Regions from separate parts of the Ovis aries genome. Here region 1 is linked to region 2. Evidence: chromatin contacts called from public Hi-C data. All regions are on one chromosome and are shown on one strand. The core of a region is the stretch at or near the end of the contact, and the rest is flanking DNA. Distances in the headings are between cores, read along the strand shown.

Region 1 (5,727 bases), core at 2,660-5,159, 170 kb after region 2:
GGCAATTCTGCATGTTAAGTTTCTCTGGGCAATAGTAAATTCAACTTGCTCTATTTATAAGTCTGGCTATTAGATATTTAGGATCTTACTGATTAAAAAATACATCAAATTCACTTGACATTTCAAAGTACACACAACTGTTAAAGAGTTGCTCATTTTTATTTATCAGTTCTACTCAGTTTGCTACCAGGGCGACAAGAAGAGCAACAACAGCAAACCCAGACTCTCCTGCCTAACAGATCTTCCTAGAACACCTTACTACTCACTCAGGTGCCAGACCAGGTCCTTCGACAAACAGGGATCTTGTTCCTCAAACAAACAAACAAAAAAAAACATTCTTCATTCTCTCGCTGACCACCGTGAAAATGCTCCCCCACCAGGCCTAGGCAACTTCACACTCCACAAACCTGTCCCCAGAATCCTTTCTAGCCTGAGTTCTACCTCTCCAGCACTAGGCAGCTGGCCCCAGTCACACCTGCAAGGCCACTCCACTTGCCCACTTCAGGAACCTGGCCCAGAGCTCCACAGACAACCCCCTCTCCCAGTCCCAATAAGAGCTGAACTTCCAACAAGTCAGATACTCCTGGGGAGGAAAACATTGCATTTCTGAATACCCAGCCCTGCATACTTGGTTACAAATTAAGGATTTTGGGAAATTACTTGTTTTCTGGAAAACCACACGCTTGCAACTCTTCATGTGTTCAGCCTACCCCCTACCGCCAACACACCCACTCACACACCAGTCCACACTATGTACTGAACTTACAAACACCATGGAGAAGGTGCTTGTACTTAGATCTTATCCAAATCATTTAAAATACTCATGACAGCCAACACACAGGATCACAGGCCTTATCTTCCTCTATTCCTCCCAAATTAATATTCAGTATTTTAATAAAATAGTGAACCATACTTTAAGTCTAAACTGCTTATGTACTCTTCTAAATTCTCTGTATATAAACTTTGAATACCATAAAGTGCAAATTCATTTTAAAGATGGAATAAAATTATTATTCAAATTAGAGGCCATCCAGAGATTGTCATATTTTTAAAACTCCTCAGTGACTTTTCAATCCAGTAAGCAAGTCTGAAATAAGCAGTAAGAATATTTCAACCTCTGGGGACTTCCCTAGTGATTCAGTGGTTAAGACTCCAAATTTCCACTGCAGGGGGTACGGGTTCGACCCCTGGTCAGGGGAAACTAAGATCACTGCATACCTAGTCACTCTAAGTTACAGGTGCTTTCAAATGAATACAATTTGATTTTTCAATGTTAAAAAGAACTTAGAACATAAAACTGAGTTTAACTGAAAAAAAAATTTTTTTTTAACAGTTTGTCTGCATTTGGCTAGCACCAATCATCTTCACAGTTTCTTCCATTAACCTGTACCTGTTATCCCTCACACTAACAATTCAGAAATAAAGTGAAGTGAAAGTCGCTCAGTCGTGTCTGACTCTTTGTGACCCCATGGACTGTATAGTCCATGGAATTCTCCAGGCCAGAATACTGGAGTGGGTAGCCTTTCCCTTCTCCAGGGGATTTTCCAACCCAGGAATCAAACCCAGGTCTCCCTCATTGCAGGCGGATTTTTTACCAACTGAACTATGAGGGAAGCCCCAACAATTTAGAAATAATGTCTTACAAAAAGGGAGGTACTGCAAAATCCTAACAGCTATCTACTCATCTCACACTATAAAAATGCCAAAACCCCTTTCATGAAAAAACCCACTCCCCTCTGTCAGTATGGGCACAGGTTCCCAGGGCCATAAGAAGTCCAGGGCGTGTAGCAGCCTGGGTGGCCCAAGGACTCTTCCCTGTGCAAGAGCAGGAGATGAAGGCCAGAGGCCTGGCCTCTACTCCACTGCCTTTCTTAATCATCTCATTTAAAGGCTCACTCCACCCCTCAAAAGTCTGAATTCTGCCTCCTCACAGAAAGTCCTTGTATTGCATGTTTGGTATGTCAACACAAGTAAATGGTTCTGGTTGAATGGCAAAAATACAATTTTCTTTAAAAATCTCAAACTTCTCAGAGTAAAATTATAATAATACTCTTTGTTATGACACCAAGTTATTTGCAAAAAACAAACTGCCTAACTAAGCAGCAGCTGTCAGATCTCTATCATTGATTTCAGGTGCTCTATAGAATAAATACACACAAACAGCATTCTGGTTTGAAAAATAACATTATTTGAAACATTCCCATCAAGGTTTAAAGAATTAGCTGGTACAGCTTTCCAGGCTAAGCAGTAACAGCACACGTGTACAAAAGTCAAGGAATAAAGAAAGCAACAAATCTTACCCCATCTCCAACAACCAAAAGCAGTCAAAAATTTCAGTTTGTGGAAGAAGGTTCTACTTATAAACAATCTCGAAGTCCCTGAAGAATAATTACCATTTCCTAGACAGCAAGTTTGTTTTTCAAGTAGACTAAAGGCTAACGTCACAGAATCAGAGAACCAAGCTAAAATGCTCTGTAGTGGGACTGATAGTTCCCCACGAAGCTCACTTAATTACATTCTATATGACCTTATAATAATCTCTAAGTAATTAAATGATTTTCCAAAAAGTTATGTTGAAAGTACCTAGTTTTCCCAAAAATTTAGGGTTCAGAGCACAGATTTTAAAATTCATCATGCTTCAAGAGCTTTCACTTTCTAGGCTACAAAGATACACAATAAGAAAAATAAGTCCTTGGCAGCTTAAGAAACACAGGCTTGAAATAATACACTACTGAAAACAGGTAAAACAAAAAGTAACAGATAATCCATCATCAGTCAAAAACATACAGATTTTTGTTTTGGGCAGTTCCACCACCCAGACCAACGTTTCTAATCCACACTACCTAACATGCTAGTTATGAAAAATATTGTGCATACTCTCAGAACTGCACAGAGAACCCCAGAAAACCTCAGCCCACGTGGACAGCTGCCTGAGCCTCCAGCTTTGGGAAGGCGAGGGTGGGGGGTCCCGGGCTGGCAATGTAGTCTGCGTTTTGGTCGTGGGTACTAAGGATGAAGCCGGGACACTGGGGTCATGGAATGGGATCCTGCCAGGATGATGGAGTCAGGGTCTTAGTGTGATCATAGGGAAGAACAAGGCCAGACATCGAGATCCAGGTCCTGGTTGTGGGAGAACGGACAAGGGCTCGGGGTCGAAATGAGGTTTGGAGTCTCTGGGTTCTGACTGTGCCCTATTCGTGGCTAGGACTAGGCGAGGTTCGCTGGCGGGGGGCTGAGTCCCTCCTGGTAGTGGGTAGGGGTAGGGATCGTGGGTCAGAGCGGATTGAGAGTCGGTTGTCGGAGTCCGAGTCCCGCCGGTCAGGCCGCACCCCTGCCTGCGCCCCCAGGCCCTGGCCCCACTCACACGCGCGGCAGCTGCAGCGGCGGCGCCCCGCGCCTTTGGAACACCCCGTCCACGAACACGCCGTTCTTGCCGAGGCAGCGCAAGTAGAAGTCGCCGCCCGCGTCGGGCCCGGGCTGCGCCGACGGCTCCGGGGCCGCCCCGCCATGGCCGCCGCCGCCCGGGGGCGTGAAGATCTCGAGGTGGCGCCGCGAGATGAAGCTCGAGTGGCCCATGCTCACGTCCACCGAGCCCTGCGACGAGTTGCGCCCGATGGTCACCGAGCGCTTCTTCATCAGGTACTCGAACTCGCGGCCCTCGAGGCGCGCCACGGCCCAGCCGCCCGGCGGCGACCCGCCGCCCGCGCCCCCGCCACCCCCGGCCCCGCCGCCCGCGGGAGGCCCCCCCGCGCCCGGGAGCGCCGCGGCCGCCGCCATGGGCCTGCGAGGGCCCGGGCCGCCTTCCGCCGCCGCCACGGAGCTGAGGGCCGAGCGAGGCCGCCGGCCGGCGAGCGACGAGCGGCGGCGAGGGGCGGGACACGCGCGGCGCGCCGCGGGCCGGCGCCGGGCCGGTGACTGACGGCCGCGGCCGCCTATAGGGGCGGTGCACGGCAGTGGGGCTACCGGCAGCCGACCAATAGCGAGGCACGCCGGCAGTGCGCTTGCACGTCGGCCGCGGCGCCCGACGCAGGCGCGGCCCCGGGCGGCCTGGAAAACCCGAGATGGAGGAGGGAGGCCGCGGAGCCGACGCGCGGCACCACTGCGCGCAGTGCCGCGCGTGGGGCGGGGGCGGGAGCCGGGCTGGGGTCAAGGTCGGCGCGGGCAAGCGGCGGGGGCCTGCATGCGCCTCACCCGGCCCAGCGCTTTGCAGCTGCTGTCACGCGCGTACACTCAGGCTTGGCCGGAGCCTGCCGCGTGCTGGCAGCTGAAATCCAGGCGTTTCCACGGTTGCAGTGGCTGTGAGACCCCAGCGTGAGTGTCTGCGGGGCGGTGGGGAGGGGGAGGGGTGAGGGTCCGCAAGGGAGGAGGATGGGGAGGGTCCACGGGGGCGCGGGAAGGGGTACGGGGAGGGGTGCAAGGGCGCGGACCAGCATCCGGAATGCCAAGGGCGCGGTGGGAGCGGGAAGCCTCGAGGGCCGCAGATCGGGCTCCGCTCACAGAGCCAGGCGCTTGGGATTCTCTGTGTAACAACCTATTCTAAAGAAATGGAAATTAACGTATCCCTCTGAATGCGACATCTGCCTGTCTCATTTGCCGTAGATGTGTTTGTGGTTATAGTACAAACCCCTGGGGGTTCACACTGCTTTGCGCCATAAGTGTGGCAGAGTATCCTAGACAGAAGAAATGTAGTTTCCGTTAAAGTCTCATACTTGGGAGAGATTTTAGGTTGTGATGAGACAAGAATGGAAATAATAAGGGGGGAAACCTTTCATTCACAAACAAAGCACAATTGATCCAAAGAAAGAGCGTCCCGTCAAGTATGAAGTAACTGACCTGAGTTCAGAGTCTGTGCTGCATGCTGTTGAACTTATATAAGGCCGCTCACTAGAAACGTTCCCTTGCTTTTCATATTTTTTTTTTCATCAACACAGAGTATCCACCACATCCAGGGAGCCCAAGCCAGAAGGTATAAAGAGGGAGAGCTTGTCCCACTGCACTGATGTGTCTCAAGGATGTCCCTACTATGTAGACATAAAGCTCCTTGATGAAAAGATGGACAGTGCCCGGCAAGTGGAAATGGTAACTACCACATGGTTCTGAGAAGGAAAGCAATTACTGACACTGGCTCCAGACCAGAGGGGCTTGCACCATCCATTCCAAGTGCTCAGTGAACAGCTGCTGGGTACCAGGCACAGGACAGGCTTGCACAGAGACCAGTAAGCGGGCCCCGGCTGCCACGTTCCAGCCTGTGTGCAAGAAGGACCAAAGGGAAGCAGCACCCGACACCCACTGAGATGGAGGAGCAGCACCCAGGAGATGCCCTCAGGGTCTGGCAGCATTGCTGCTGTTTACATTGAGCCACAGAAGGAAGAGATGTGAAGGAGACATACCCGAACCAGGGCTTCCAAAGCTTTGTTCTTTCATCCAGGGACTGTGTCCTTGCAGGACACAAGTGCGGGAAGAGAGCACGACCACAGGCCCCCTGCCTGGTGAGGCTTATGGAGGAGCCACAGTGCACGCGTGAGCTCTTACAGTCACAGCCAGGGAGCAGCACAGAGGGCAGAGTGAGGGGACGAAGAGGCAGGCAGGAGGGTCAGGGGAGGAGGACACCTCCGACCCGAGGCCTGAGGGACGTGACCTCGGCAGAGATCAAGGGCAGCAGCCCAGAGGTGGGAAGAGGCCCCTGCATGAGGGGAGAGACAGCCAGGGAGCCGTTCAGAGGCTGCT
Region 2 (5,276 bases), core at 456-2,955:
CCACTAACAAGAACAGCCTGGGCAGTTTATCCTGATAGTCTCAGCTGGTGTGCAGGCACGTGCGTGCGCATGCACACACACACACACGTTCCAAGGCCTTTATGATTATCTGTAAATGATCAAAACCTCAGCTTCTGTTCTTACCTAGGTGTGGGTCCAACAGGTGAGGCTGCTCCTGATATTTGTCCATTATTACTAAAAAGAAAAACGTGAGACTTAACATGAACCCTGGAAACCCTTGAGTTTTCCCATGCGGACTTCCCAGGCAGCTCCCAAGAGCACAGGCCAGCTGGAGTGAGCCCCCCAGCCACGCGTCTCCTCAGGGCCACACTACCCCAGCCTCTGCTCTCTGTGTGCTCAATCCACCTTCCTCTCAGATCCTCACTTCTTCCTTCCTTCACTGCCTGCTGAGAGCCAAGCTGAGTTCTCCCCTTCATTAGGACAAACACCTTCCATGCTCCCTCTGCCACACACATCAAGCCATGTGCCCTTCTAACCCCCTCATACTATGGCTTTCTTTATCCCAGGCAGCCTGGTTTCTACTCCTACCAGCAGCTAGAACCGTTCCTATCAGATCCCACGCCCACCTGGCCTATGGCAGTTCTCACGAGCCACACACCTCCACGTCTGACCACTTCCCATGAAAGGGAAAGCCGGCTTTCATTGCTCCCTGGATTTTCACCTCACCCTCAGGACAGTTCTGTGCCCGAGGTATTTTCAGTGCTAACCCAAGCAGACAGCCAGAGAAACGGGCACAATCAAGCAACTAGCCCAAGTGGCAGAGCAGGATTCGAACCCAAGGAGGAGTTGCTCAAGTGAGTGCCCTTCCTGAAGTTAAGAACTGTTATCACAAGTCCACCAAGGCAAAATCATGTAGAAATTTCTATAGCTACAAAGGTCCCCAAGGACGGTTTTACTGAATCACAAAACCCTACATAGTTATCTAACCACGGGATCTTAAGGAATCGTTTGTAAGTTATCCGTTATAGACAACGGCAAGGGTCTGACTAAGCATCTTGCGCTGCCCGGAGCAGCGCTACCGCACTGGGCTGCATGCATGGTCTTGGCAGAGCCACGGGCGCTGAGGAGAAGGCTCTGGGTGGGGGCCCCCGCCCGTTCCTGCCTGTTGGGCCTCTCCTGCACCCACTGCCCCGTTCACACAGCTGTCTTGGAGCAAGTGCGCTTTGCGGTGGTCCCAGGACAGGGTGGGGACAAGGACTGGGAAATGACCCACCCAGGGGAGCTCCACCATCCCTCCTCGTGACGGTGGAGGCCCACTGCCCTCCCTCTCTTAGGCACGCCCGTGTCTGGGGCCGCAGGAAAGGAGACTTGCACACCCTGCACGGTGTTCCCCTCCTCCGACCCGTGCGCACCCCGAAATCGCTCCAGGGCGCCCTCCCGGGCCGAGCGGTCAGCTAGCACCAACGGCAGGCGGCCGAGCAGCTCCCGCGTCTCCGCGCTCTCGCCGAATGACTCGAGGGCGGCGCCGCAGGCCAGAGCCGCGTCCTCCGCGGCATCCTCCACCGGGTCCTCCGCAGGGTCCTCCGCGGCGCCCGCGGCCGGCTCCTCGCTCAGGGCCATCTTCGGCAGCCGGACTACGCCCTCGCGCGAGGTGCGTGCAGTGGGACTCGGGGCGTGGGACACTGGGCACGCGGCGCTGGGCACGGGACGCTCAAGACGCCGGAGGCTGAGAAGGCGGCAATAACGCCAGCCCCGCCCCCAGGAACTCCGACCTTGCACGCCAGCCCCCGCTACGGAACGCGCCGGCCACCAAAAGAGTGCGCGCGGAGGCCGTGGCGAGCCCGGGTGGGGCAGGGCCCAGGGGACAGGGGCGGGGCGGGGGCGGAGCACAAGACTCCGGGCCGGCCGCGCCTCCTTCCCCGCGCATGCGCGCTGTTTCCCGGTGACCGCGGACAGGTGTCGGGAATTTTTCTACAATACAAAGCAGCCCACAGGTGCGCAGGCTGCAGTGGAAGATAGGTACTTAACAGAGAAGGGTTGACGGGGCGCTCGTAACGCCCCGAAATAATTGGTGATGTGGGCGACTTGGTCTTCAGAGACCCACACTTGGGTGGCTGCGGGGCCAGCAGCCCCGCCCCTCCACGGTGACACCCCGCTCACCCTGGACACCCCGTGCACCTACCAGGGCACACCCGCTACCCAAGACTGCCGCCCGCCCCCCTCTTGTCGACCAAAACTACCAACTGCAAAATGGAGCACGGGAGAGGGGCAGTGGCTCCAGCACTTGAAGGGTAAGGGGGCTTTCTCCCACCCGGCCACCTCAGTAAGGGTGGACTTGAACACAGCCTCAGAGCCACTGCTCAAGAGCTGGGCCCATTCCATGGTCCCCAACTCTACCTAAGCCAGAAACAGGAGCCCTGAGTCCACGGCGGGGACTGTGACACCAACTTCTACCGAACCAAACCCCAGATCTGTGTGAATTTCTATACAATTGTCATGAAAGTATCCAAACTCCATGTTCCCCCTAGATTGGACTAGGTGATGAGCCTGGCAGAGAACTTGCAGGTGGTCTGGGCCCCCAGTAAACTAACCCAGCTGCATGGAGGACAGAAACGCAGGTGAAACTAAGACACACACAGTTCCATCCCTGACACCCCCATGGGCTTTATTTGTCCCTGAAACTGCCTTGGTGCAGCCACCCTGGTCCCTTGGCAAGCAGCTGGGCAGGGAACACAGGCAGGCTGCTATTTGAGAAGCTTCCTCATGGTGCCCAGGGATGGGCTCCTGTACTGCCTACCGAAGTGGTTCCAGTGGTTCAGGTAGTTAAAGAGCTGATAGAGCAGCAGCCGCCTGTCAAACCCTGGAGCCTTGGGGACCTTCTGGTGGTAGGCGGTGAAGAAGGGCCTGGGAAACCCCCCGAACATCAAGGCAATTGCCAGTTCAAACTCAGAATGGCCATAGAAGGAGGCTGGGTCATAAATAATGGGCCCGCTGTCATCCTCTGCCACATTTCCCGACCATAGATCCCCGTGAAGAAGGGCAGGGACAATCTCCAGGCCACAAAACAAATCCGGAATCTTCACCTAAGAAAATAATTATGGTACATAGAGTTATCACAGGCCTGGGAGCCACAGTCTCCTCATCCAATACTTGGAAATAAGGTAAAGAGGACCTTGTGTTTACTCAGGGTCCAACCACCACTGCCTACTAAGCCCAGAGATAAAGATCCTCTGACTCCAGGGGAATGTAATTTTGTCTTGGTATTTACTGTTAATTTAGGTCTAAAAGCTCTGCAACATTAGTGATTGTCATACAGTAGAGAACCTCGGAGGTTATGGTTTTACCATTGTGTAGAATATGAATCTGAGTGAAGTTTTTTTGTATGTAACTTAGCAAACTGTCTCTGCTATTCTTTTATTTCATAGCACATACATATCTGCACCTCTTTTGTAGCCTGATTATTTCAGTAAGGAGTTCAATAAAATTTCTTTTATGCGTGCTCATGAGGGACTGATATGCGAGTTCTGTTTTTAACATCTTGAGAGTTCTGTTTTGAAGCCAGTCACTCTGGGGCACCTGCTGTTCACACCTGCTCTAAAAGGTAAGACATTTGTGCCTTGGTGGAAAGAACAGCATAAGAGTAGGCAAGAAAGTAGTAGTAAGTGCCACCAATCACAAGTCAAACACCTACATTTCACGTGAGCAAAGTTTGAGGTTAAGTATCTGATGACCCAGGAAGTGAGAGGTGCTCTCAGGGGCCACCCCCTTCTCAGTTTCTGCATCGAACCAATAGTCAGGACACTTATGTGTCCATGATTTGCCCAGCCCTGCTCCAGGTTCAGCGGTCCCCTCTCTGGCTCTGTTCTAGCAGAGGGCCCCACACAAATGTGTGGAAGGCTCGTAAGAGGACAGCCCTTCTCCCAGAGGATAACTGCTGTGCCCACCTGTAGCTGTGACCAGAGTTCTCGTGCCTCTCGGTCAGCATAATCCTTCTCAATGAGGTCCAGCTGTGCTTGGAGCCGGTGCCGGGTGAAGAAGGTTGGCCAGTCGTCCTGCCACTCGTTGACCTGAGTGACAAGGGAAAGTAAGGGGCTGGTGCTGCAGCTGGTGGTCACAGGACAGAGTTATGCGTGGAAACTGCCTAAACCCTAGAGCAAACACTAAAAGAGCACAGCAAATGTTATCATTGGCCAACAGGGGAGACAAGATGAAAGCATTAAAAAAGGGTTAATTCAGAAGAGCGTAAAGGGGGAACAAAGAACAGATAAGACAAATTAAAAAAAAGAATGACAAGACGACAGATCCAAACCTAACCATATCAATAACTACATTAAACATGAATGGTCTATGTGAATGTGAACGTGAAGTCGCTCAGTCGTGTCTGACTTTTTGTGACCCCGTGGACTGTAGCCCCCCAGGCTCCTGCGTCCATGGGATTCTCCAGGCAAGAATACTGGAGTGGGTTGCCATTTCCTTCTCCAGGGGATCTTCCCAACCCAGGGATCGAACCCAGGTCTCCCCAGTTAAATGACAGATCAACAGGTTGAAAAAATAAAGCAAGACCCAGTTATAAGCTGTGAATAAGATATGCACTTTATACATAAAAACAGAAACAGGTTAAAAGGATAGAAAAGATAAATTGTGCTAAAAGAAAGCTGGAGTGGCTATATTAATATCAAAGTAGATTTCAGAGCAAAGACACTGACTATAAAGTCATTTCACAATGGAAAGAGAGTCAACTAATGAGGAAGATACAATAATCCTAAACATTTATGTCCCTAATATACAGCAAATAAGCACCTGAATAGATGCTCCACATCCTTAGTCATTAGAGAAAATAGAACTTCACTGAGATACCACTTCACAATCACTAGGATGGCTACAATTATAGACAAAGGAAATACCAAGTGTCTGAGGGTGCAGAGGGCCTGGAACTCTCTACACTAGGGGTGCGAATGTAAAATGATAGAACCACTTTGGAATATATTTTGACAGTTTCGTAAAAAGTTAAATATGGGGCTTCTCTGGTGGCTCCGTGGTAAAAATAAATAAATAAATAAATCCAGCAGCCAGTGCAGGAGACATGGGTTTGATCCCTGATCCAGGAAGGTCCCACATGCTGCGGAACAACTAAGCCCAGTGGGCCAGCACACTGCAACTAGAGTAGCCCCTACAGCAATGAAGACCCAGCACAGCTCAAAACAAGAGATAAATGTTTTTAAAAAGCAAAATATGAACCTACATATGACCTAGTCATTGGCTCCTAGGTATTCACCCAAAATAAATGGAAGCATGTGTCCACACAAATTCTTGTA

The links. Hi-C and Micro-C count contacts between places; a contact is called where the count stands out from the background.
Region 1: a Hi-C map of liver shows a contact between it and region 2, with 1.9 times the contacts expected there. The contact joins the promoter of FOXK2 here to the promoter of TBCD in region 2. A contact is called at or near these places in 2 of 16 Hi-C or Micro-C datasets (hypothalamus and liver).

Annotation. Positions count from the first base shown.
Region 1 is chr11:49,765,934-49,771,660 of ARS-UI_Ramb_v3.0, forward strand. FOXK2 (forkhead box K2) reads right to left here and starts at 3,910. Exons shown (of 9, transcript XM_015098889.4): 1 at 3,365-3,910. The coding sequence starts at 3,777.
Region 2 is chr11:49,602,505-49,607,780 of ARS-UI_Ramb_v3.0, forward strand. It overlaps TBCD (tubulin folding cofactor D), which reads right to left and starts at 1,706. Exons shown (of 39, transcript XM_027974323.2): 1 at 1,374-1,706; 2 at 145-195. The coding sequence starts at 1,581. It overlaps FN3K (fructosamine 3 kinase), which reads right to left. Exons shown (of 6, transcript XM_004013041.5): 5 at 3,906-4,028; 6 at 2,601-3,044. The coding sequence ends at 2,706.